2 separate regions of the Sus scrofa genome follow, and region 2 is linked to region 1. The links are chromatin contacts, called in public promoter capture Hi-C maps. All regions are on one chromosome and are shown on one strand. The core of a region is the stretch at or near the end of the contact, and the rest is flanking DNA. Distances in the headings are between cores, read along the strand shown.

The links. Promoter capture Hi-C pulls out the DNA fragments that hold promoters and counts their contacts.
Region 2: a contact with region 1 is called in a promoter capture Hi-C map of liver, with 6 times the contacts expected there. The contact joins two enhancer-like sites. A contact is called at or near these places in 1 of 5 promoter capture datasets (liver) and 1 of 47 Hi-C or Micro-C datasets (heart right ventricle).

What each region holds. Positions count from the first base shown.
Region 1 is chr1:164,654,261-164,657,791 of Sscrofa11.1, forward strand. It overlaps SMAD6 (mothers against decapentaplegic homolog 6), which reads left to right. Exons shown (of 4, transcript XM_003480446.4): 1 at 1-3,531. The coding sequence starts at 2,826. Among named protein-coding and RNA genes, the nearest start is that of SMAD6, 3.4 kb to the left of the region's middle. Within about 2 kb of position 1,856, at least 61 of the 83 cell types and tissues checked have an H3K27ac peak or open chromatin away from gene starts, as enhancers often do. A contact at or near this core is called in liver, where this site is marked.
Region 2 is chr1:165,765,864-165,769,501 of Sscrofa11.1, forward strand. It overlaps SKOR1 (SKI family transcriptional corepressor 1), which reads left to right. Exons shown (of 9, transcript XM_021100496.1): 9 at 1-364. LOC106509076 (a long non-coding RNA gene) reads right to left here. Exons shown (of 2, transcript XR_001306316.2): 2 at 3,574-3,638. Among named protein-coding and RNA genes, the nearest start is that of SKOR1, 14 kb to the left of the region's middle. Within about 2 kb of position 1,883, at least 81 of the 83 cell types and tissues checked have an H3K27ac peak or open chromatin away from gene starts, as enhancers often do. A contact at or near this core is called in liver, where this site is marked.

The DNA.
Region 1 (3,531 bases), core at 606-3,105:
TAAAAAACTACATTACATTGAGTTTCTCCTTACATTAATTTCCCCAGGGGCAAGAAGTGATCGAAAAGGGGGTACAAGATCCTTTATTCTTTAGTTGTCCTTTAGGTGTTGCTTACACAGGTGTTTTGTTCACTTGTGAAAATTCACCCTGTTTACTTGCGATTTGTGAACTTAAAATGCACTGTCTTGTAGAATCTTCATGGTTCTGTGAAGAAAGCAGGGCAGGCATCAACAACCCCATTTATCAAACAAGAAACTGAGGTCAAGACAGCTGTTTTCATTAGGCCGAAGTAGAAGGGGATGAGGGTGGGGAAGATTCTAAGTCCTGCCCTCAGTTCTCCAGAGTAACCGCCTCTCCCAGAGGGTGCGGAGCGAACAGTGCCTGGCTCCAGGTGAAGTTCGGCAAAAGGTTCTGAGTCCTTCCTACAAACACCGCCCTTCCCCCAGGGCACACACAACTCGGGCCCACTCGGGGACTCACACCACCGCACGCTCACAAGGCCAGCCCCACACGTGGGAACCCCCGAGGGAGGCGCGCGCGCAGGCGCCCCCTCTGCCCTCGCTGGGGAATGGCGCCCAGCCCCGGGCCAATGAGAGTAGCGGAATTTCTTTCATTCAGAGCAGGGCCGGGCTCTTGCCCGGAAAGGGGCGGGGCGCCAGGCCCGGGGCGGGGCCGACTTGCGCCAGGGAGAGGGCGGTGCCCGCCCCGTGGCCCGGCCAATCGGCGCCGCGCCCGAGGGGGGAGGGGGAACCAGGTCTTTTTTCCCTCCGCTCGGGGCCAATCCCGACTTTACAAGCTTGAACTTTTGCCACCCTCGGACGAGCTAGCGCGCCCGAGGAGGTACCCCGCCGCGCCGGCTCCAGGGGCAAGAGCGGCCTTAACCCTTCCCGCGCCGGGAGGCCTGCTGCTGCGCCCCCACCGGCTCATCCTGGATCGGGGGGGGGGGGGGGAAGCGGTTCCCCCAACCCACCCCCATTCCCATGGTGAAACGTTGTTGGGGAAATCACGAGCCCTACTACCTATATTCCTCTTCGCTGTGCAGAGAATAAACTGGGGAAGGGAAAGGGGTGGAAGAATCACTCAGCCTCGAGGGGGCCCGGGACACTGGAGGCCCGCCTAGCTCTGAGGAAGAGACTTGGCGACTAAGAAGAGCCGAGAGAAGACATCTCCTGCCTCTACCCCACCCTCTCTAACTCCCTGTTCCTGCAAGCCTGGAGCCCCCATGCGGGAGGCGTCCCACGCTCCGCGGTCGGCCCAGCGGAAAACCCCTGACTGCGCAGGGGGTGTGTAAACCGCGTCCTCTCACGGAAGATCCCGCTATTGCACAAATCAGCAGCCCCCTTTGCACCCCAAGAGATGCAAGCCACGAACGCACACACGCACACCCATTTTTATAAGCCTTCTCTGGGCTGGGGGTATGTAACAACTCTAAAGTGCAATGTATAAGTTTGTGCACAAGCCGAGGAAAGGCAAAGCGCCCCGTTTGCATCCAAGTCTCTGTGGGTTCGCCGAGCCCTCGCACCGCCCGCAGTGGTTTGTGTAACCGTGTGTATGTGTGTGTGTGTTGTTCGCTCGCATGCGTGCCCGAGGCGCACGCGAGCCAGAGAGCTGGCCGTGGGCGCTGTCAGGACCGGGGCCGGAGGGGGGCGCGGGGGCGAGCTCGGGGCGGGGGCCAGGGCTCGGCCCGCCCTGGGAGCCGGCCCCTCAGAGCCTCCGGCCCTGCAAAGGGACGTGTTCTCCTTTAAGAGTTAAGAAACTTGAAACCTTGTTTGCGCAACAATCAGCGCCGCGGAGCCGCCAAAGTGTCTAGACTGGCATATGATGGGAGGCAGCCAATGACTCCGCGGCGCTCCTCCGGGGGCCCTCAGTGTGCGTTTGAGGAGAACAAAAAAGAGAGAGAGCCGATCTGGGGAGCGAGCGAGGGAGCCGAGCCGAGAGAAAGAGCCGCCGGGCGCTGCCTCGCCAGACCTCGCTGGGACCGCGGGGCCACCGGGAGGCACTTTTTGTGGAGGGGGGAGGGGGGCGACCTCTGCAGCCGCAACGTCCCGGGCGTCCCAGCGCAGCGTGGGGCGGGCTGCGACCTCTTCCTCGGTGGATTGCATTTTTAATTAAGGATTCCCAGCAGCTCTTTGGGATTTTTACAGTTTCCACTCATGTGTTGACACCCGCGTTCAGGAGAAATTCGCTCCAAGTGCATCTAGCGCCCGGGACCTGAGACGGAGTTGGCCTTTCGTGCATGCAATTCCAGGGATTTTGGTTTTGTTTGGGGTTTCTTTTTCTTTCTTTCCCTCCCCCCCCCCTTTTGCAGGGAGTAAGAAGGAAGCCGAGGGTATCAACAAGCCTGCCTTTCGGATCCTGCAGGAAAAGCCCATGTAGTGAAGCTCTTGGGTTTTAAAAGCAGGGCTTCCCAGACACATTTGGGGGGTTCGGCGCGAGCGCTTTGTGCTCATGGACCAGCCGCGCAACTTTTGAAGGCTTGCCGGCCCATGCGGGGTCCTTCTGGCGGTGCGCCGCCTGCAGTCCCTGTAAAGCGCCGGGGCTGGAGTTGCTGAGCCGCCCCGCCGCCGGGGTCCATGTAGCCGCGGGTCAGGCGCGGACTGCGGCTCGGCGTGCGCGCGTTCCCCGCCGTCCCGCCCCGGCGAGCTCCCTCATGTTGCAGCCCTGCGGCGCCCCTTCGACGACAGGCTGTGCGCGGTCTGCACGGCGCCCGGCGGCAGAGCTTCATGTGGGGCTGCGGCTCGCGCAGCCGGCGCCTCGCTGAGGGAACTGAACCCCGGTAACCGGAGACCGCCTCCCCCCCACCCCTGGCGCCAAAGGATATCGTATGTTCAGGTCCAAACGCTCGGGGCTGGTGCGGCGACTTTGGCGAAGTCGTGTGGTCCCCGACCGGGAGGAAGGCGGCGGCAGCGGCGGCGGCGGCGACGAGGATGGGAGCGAGGGCAGCAGAGCTGAGCCGGCCCCGAGGCCACGAGAAGGCGGAGGCTGCAGCCGCCCCGAAGTCCGCCCGGTAGCCCTGCGGCGGCCCCGGGACGCGGTGGGACAGCGAGGCGCCCAGGGCGCGGGGAGGCGCCGGCGCGCAGGGGGCCCCCCGAGGCCCATGTCGGAGCCGGGGGCCGGAGCTGGGGGCTCCCCGCTGGACGTTTCGGAACCAGGAGGCCGGGGCTGGCTGCCTGAAAGTGACTGCGAGACGGTGACCTGCTGCCTCTTCACGGAGCGGGACGCTGCTGGCGCGCCCCGGGACGCCGGCGACCCCCTGGCCGGGGCGGCCCTGGAGGCGGCGGGCAGCGGGCGGAGTCGTGAAGCCCGCTCGCGGCTGCTGCTTCTCGAGCAGGAACTCAAGACGGTCACGTACTCGCTGCTGAAGCGGCTCAAGGAGCGCTCGCTGGACACGCTGCTGGAGGCGGTGGAGTCCCGCGGCGGCGTGCCGGGCGGCTGCGTGCTGGTGCCGCGCGCAGACCTCCGCCTGGGCGGCCAGCCCGCGCCGCCGCAGCTGCTGCTCGGCCGCCTCTTCCGCTGGCCCGACCTGCAGC
Region 2 (3,638 bases), core at 633-3,132, 1.1 Mb after region 1:
CCCAGCAAGGGACCTTTATCGCTACTCACTCAATTGCTCAAGTGGCTTCTAAGGAACCAGGCATCTCTGGGGAAAGAAAGGAAAAAATCAAAGAGGTGTCATAGATCCCTGTTCTTGGCTGTTACCTGGAAAGGATCATTTCACCTCTACTGAAGACATCAGAAATAGATCCTGATGGAACACTGTTCCACAGCTCTGAGCACCCACAGGAAGGGGACACACTGCTGCCCTGGGGAGGCTCTGGGGCTCTGTGATCCTGCATCTGCCTTGACTGAGGTGACCACAGAGCCTGGGAGTGGGTTGGCGAGGCAACCGACTGGGCTCCCAGAGGGTGTAGAGACTTGGACTACCTGCATGCTCAGGCACCAGCAAAGCACATGCACCAATATTTTTCTATTGGAAAGAAATTGCTATCTCAAAAATCACTGACAAACATCACAGGAAATCTGAACTTCCTTTGCCCCCCTCCCCCGCCCCCCATCTTACCCATCAGGACTGTGCTTTTTTGCAACTGAATTACCTGGGGACAGGATCCCTGTCTTCTCAGGGTCTTTGCCTCTAAAGGTCTTTTCAGGCCTTGCTTTGGCTGTTTACTAATTACATGATCATGCCCAGGTGGCTCTACTCCTGTGACCTGGTGTCAGTAACACCCACAAGGCAGGGCTGTCAGGATTATTAAAAAGAGAAATCCGTGAAGGCCCTGGCACATGGTTGATGCTCAGTAAGGAGTGTGCAGGTATTATTATTTTAAATTCAGAGGCAGCATGAGGGGTCAGCATTGCTCCAAGTCCCTGGTATAGTATAACTTATGCTTATGGTAGCAGTAAGATTCTGTTTTGTTTTGGACGTGAAACGGATCAACTTTAGTGAGACCTTTTCCTTAAGTGTAAGGTAGAGTAGAACCCAGGATAGTGCAAAGGGAAGCAGAGGCAAGATTTGAGAGACTGAAGACTGGGGCCCAAGGGCTAGATGTAAATAGCACGACAAACTGATGAATCTGACTGCCCACACTTTTACTCCATGTCCGGTGACTATAGTTTCCTTTGTGTCAAAAAGTAATACCTGTATGTGAAAAGATTACATCGAGGTACAAACTCTACAACCAGGTAAACCCTAGGACAAAAATATGGAACGCTTCACGAATTTGCGTGTCATCCTTGCGCAGGGGCCATGCTAATCTTCTCTGTATCGTTCCAATTTTAGTATATGTGCTGCCGAAGCGAGCACGACGGCTGGGTCTTCTCAGAGGGTATATAAAGCCAAGAACATAAAAACTTTTTTGATTATGGTGACTATAGAAGAGTAATTTTTTTCAATTTAAAAGTATTCGAGGATTTATGACCTTCTATGTCACACATACTGTCATCATATCTTTGTGATTTTGGGAGAGTTAAGTAGAATTGTCTCTTTAACCTTCTTACATATTATATGCAAATGAAGGGACCATGGGAAATTGGCCCTCTGCCCGCCCGACCTCCGCGCGCCTTACTGTCACGCTCGGTCACGTGGTGCTCGTTCCCCTAGCGCTTCTCTCACTATTGCGGGTCTGCGAGCCCAGCGGTTGTCCCTGGAGTCCTCCTGGCGCGTGGCGGAGGGGGATGCGGCGGCGTATTGTACCCGGAACTACGCGGAGAAGCGTGTGCACTGCGCGAGTGGTTTTTGAGGGCCTGGGACCGTGGTGCCAATGAGGGCCCCACAGAAGTGGAGTCCGTGCCCCCGAAACGTTTGCGAACCGATGGTCAGGCTAGGACCCATAACCACCGCGAGGTCTGGAGCCACCGACCGCGAACCGGAAGAGGCTGGGCGGGGCGGCCTAGGGCTGCGGCTCCGGGCGCCGGTGTCCCGCTGCTTCCTCGGTGGGGGGTTGCCTATTGACCCACCCCGCGCTGGAGGCCAAGGGGAAGAGGGAGGGTGTCCACTCTGGGTTCCTGGCTTTGCTTAGAGTGACTTGGGAGTCGTGGCGCTTTGGGAAATGTCACCACTCTTTAATCTAGTCCCGGGGCAGGCACTTAACCTAATCGGTTTCCTCCCCCAACCCCCTCCGCGCCCCCCAGTTTGAAGGTTAGAAAACTGAGGCTCTAGTTGGTTAAATTATTAAGGCTAAAATGATCCTGCCAGTGGTGAAAGAAGTCGTGATATGGGTGCAAGTCTGCTTTCACGGTGGGATTCAAGAGAGAAAAGATGGGGGCCAAGAGTGTAGCCTGCCTTTTTCTTAAACAATATTCCCAAGACCTTAACAGTTCAGACTTTACTTCCTGCTTTCATTTTTTCACCAAATATCAAGGTCCTATGACGTGAGCGCTGAGGTTGCAGGGGTGATCGAGTGATTAGGGTTGCTGTGGTCATGGAGCTGCTTCTGTTCCAGCAAGGGGAGAGCATTCTCGGTCTTGAGACAGCTTGGAAGGAACATTTGGGACAGAGCCGTGGCTGGGGAATGAAGGCCTGCCACTTCAGTGGGTGGACAGGAGGGAGGGGACAGTCGAGCTGTGGCTTGATGGTGGGGATGCAGCCCTCAGAGGACAGGACAGATAGTACCTGTCAGAGGAAGACCTTGGGGCCACCTGAGTCAGTTTCACCCATCTGGGCTAGTCCTTCAGGGGTGGTCTAGGCTGAGCGCTGGCTCTTCACTGTGAACCTGACTCAGCCCCAGCCAGGGAGCACCTGGCCTGGCCTTTGGGGAATCTGGAGGACCAACTCCTTCCCCCTTTTCAGTGAAATGGAAATCAGGTGCAGGCAGCCCAACTTCTCATTTGACCTCTCTCTAAATAAGCAGCAAGCAAACACAAACCTCAGAATGCTAATATGGCCTTTATTGAGCGAAAAGAGCTAATTTGGGCAATGATGTTTCTCTCAGATTTACAAAAGGGAATTGCAAATAACTAAAAAGCGTATTAGCAATGATGGGAGATGATGCTAATCTTCAATTAGCATCCATGTTTTTATTCATTTATTTAGAAGGAGAGCCTTTTCGACACAGTTGATGTGCACACGTGTCACAGGGACAGGTACATCTCATGGGTTCATAAATGCCTTACTGCAGAAACCAGCAGGAGATGCACCAGGTTGTTCCTGGCTTCTGGCTACATGAGCATGTGTTATTTTGAGCCAGAGGTGGGGTTTTGTTTGTTCCGTTTGTTTTTTTCTAATTGAGCACTTGTGGAACAGAGAAGAGAGATCTGGATTTTAGTTCCCATTCCTCCCTGTGCCTGTCTTTGTGACCTTGGCCAACTCCTTGGACCTCTCTGGTCCTGTTTTATCTTCTGCAAAGTGAGGAAAGTGTCCTAGAGATGATGTCTAACTATTTCTGTCAGCTTTAACCTGCTGTGGTTTTTTTGTAACTAGGTAAATGAAGGACTTTTTCAAGGCTAAAATTAGCAAGCTGTTAACGTTCAACACTATTTTTTGTTTTCTTTATTAGAAGAGTAGAGCATGCTGGTCATCCTTGGGGCATAGGAGATCCCAGGAACAGTCCACAGGGGCAGTTGTGGACCTAGGGTCTGGGACCTGACACCTGCCCCTGAGCCCTGGAAGCCCAGGGAGGAGGAAGGTGAGTTGTGGGGAAGAGACAGTTGCTTTTTTTTTTTTTTTTTTTAAAGTTACTACAGGAACTGTTTCTTAGCTACTGTGAATTTTTTCTT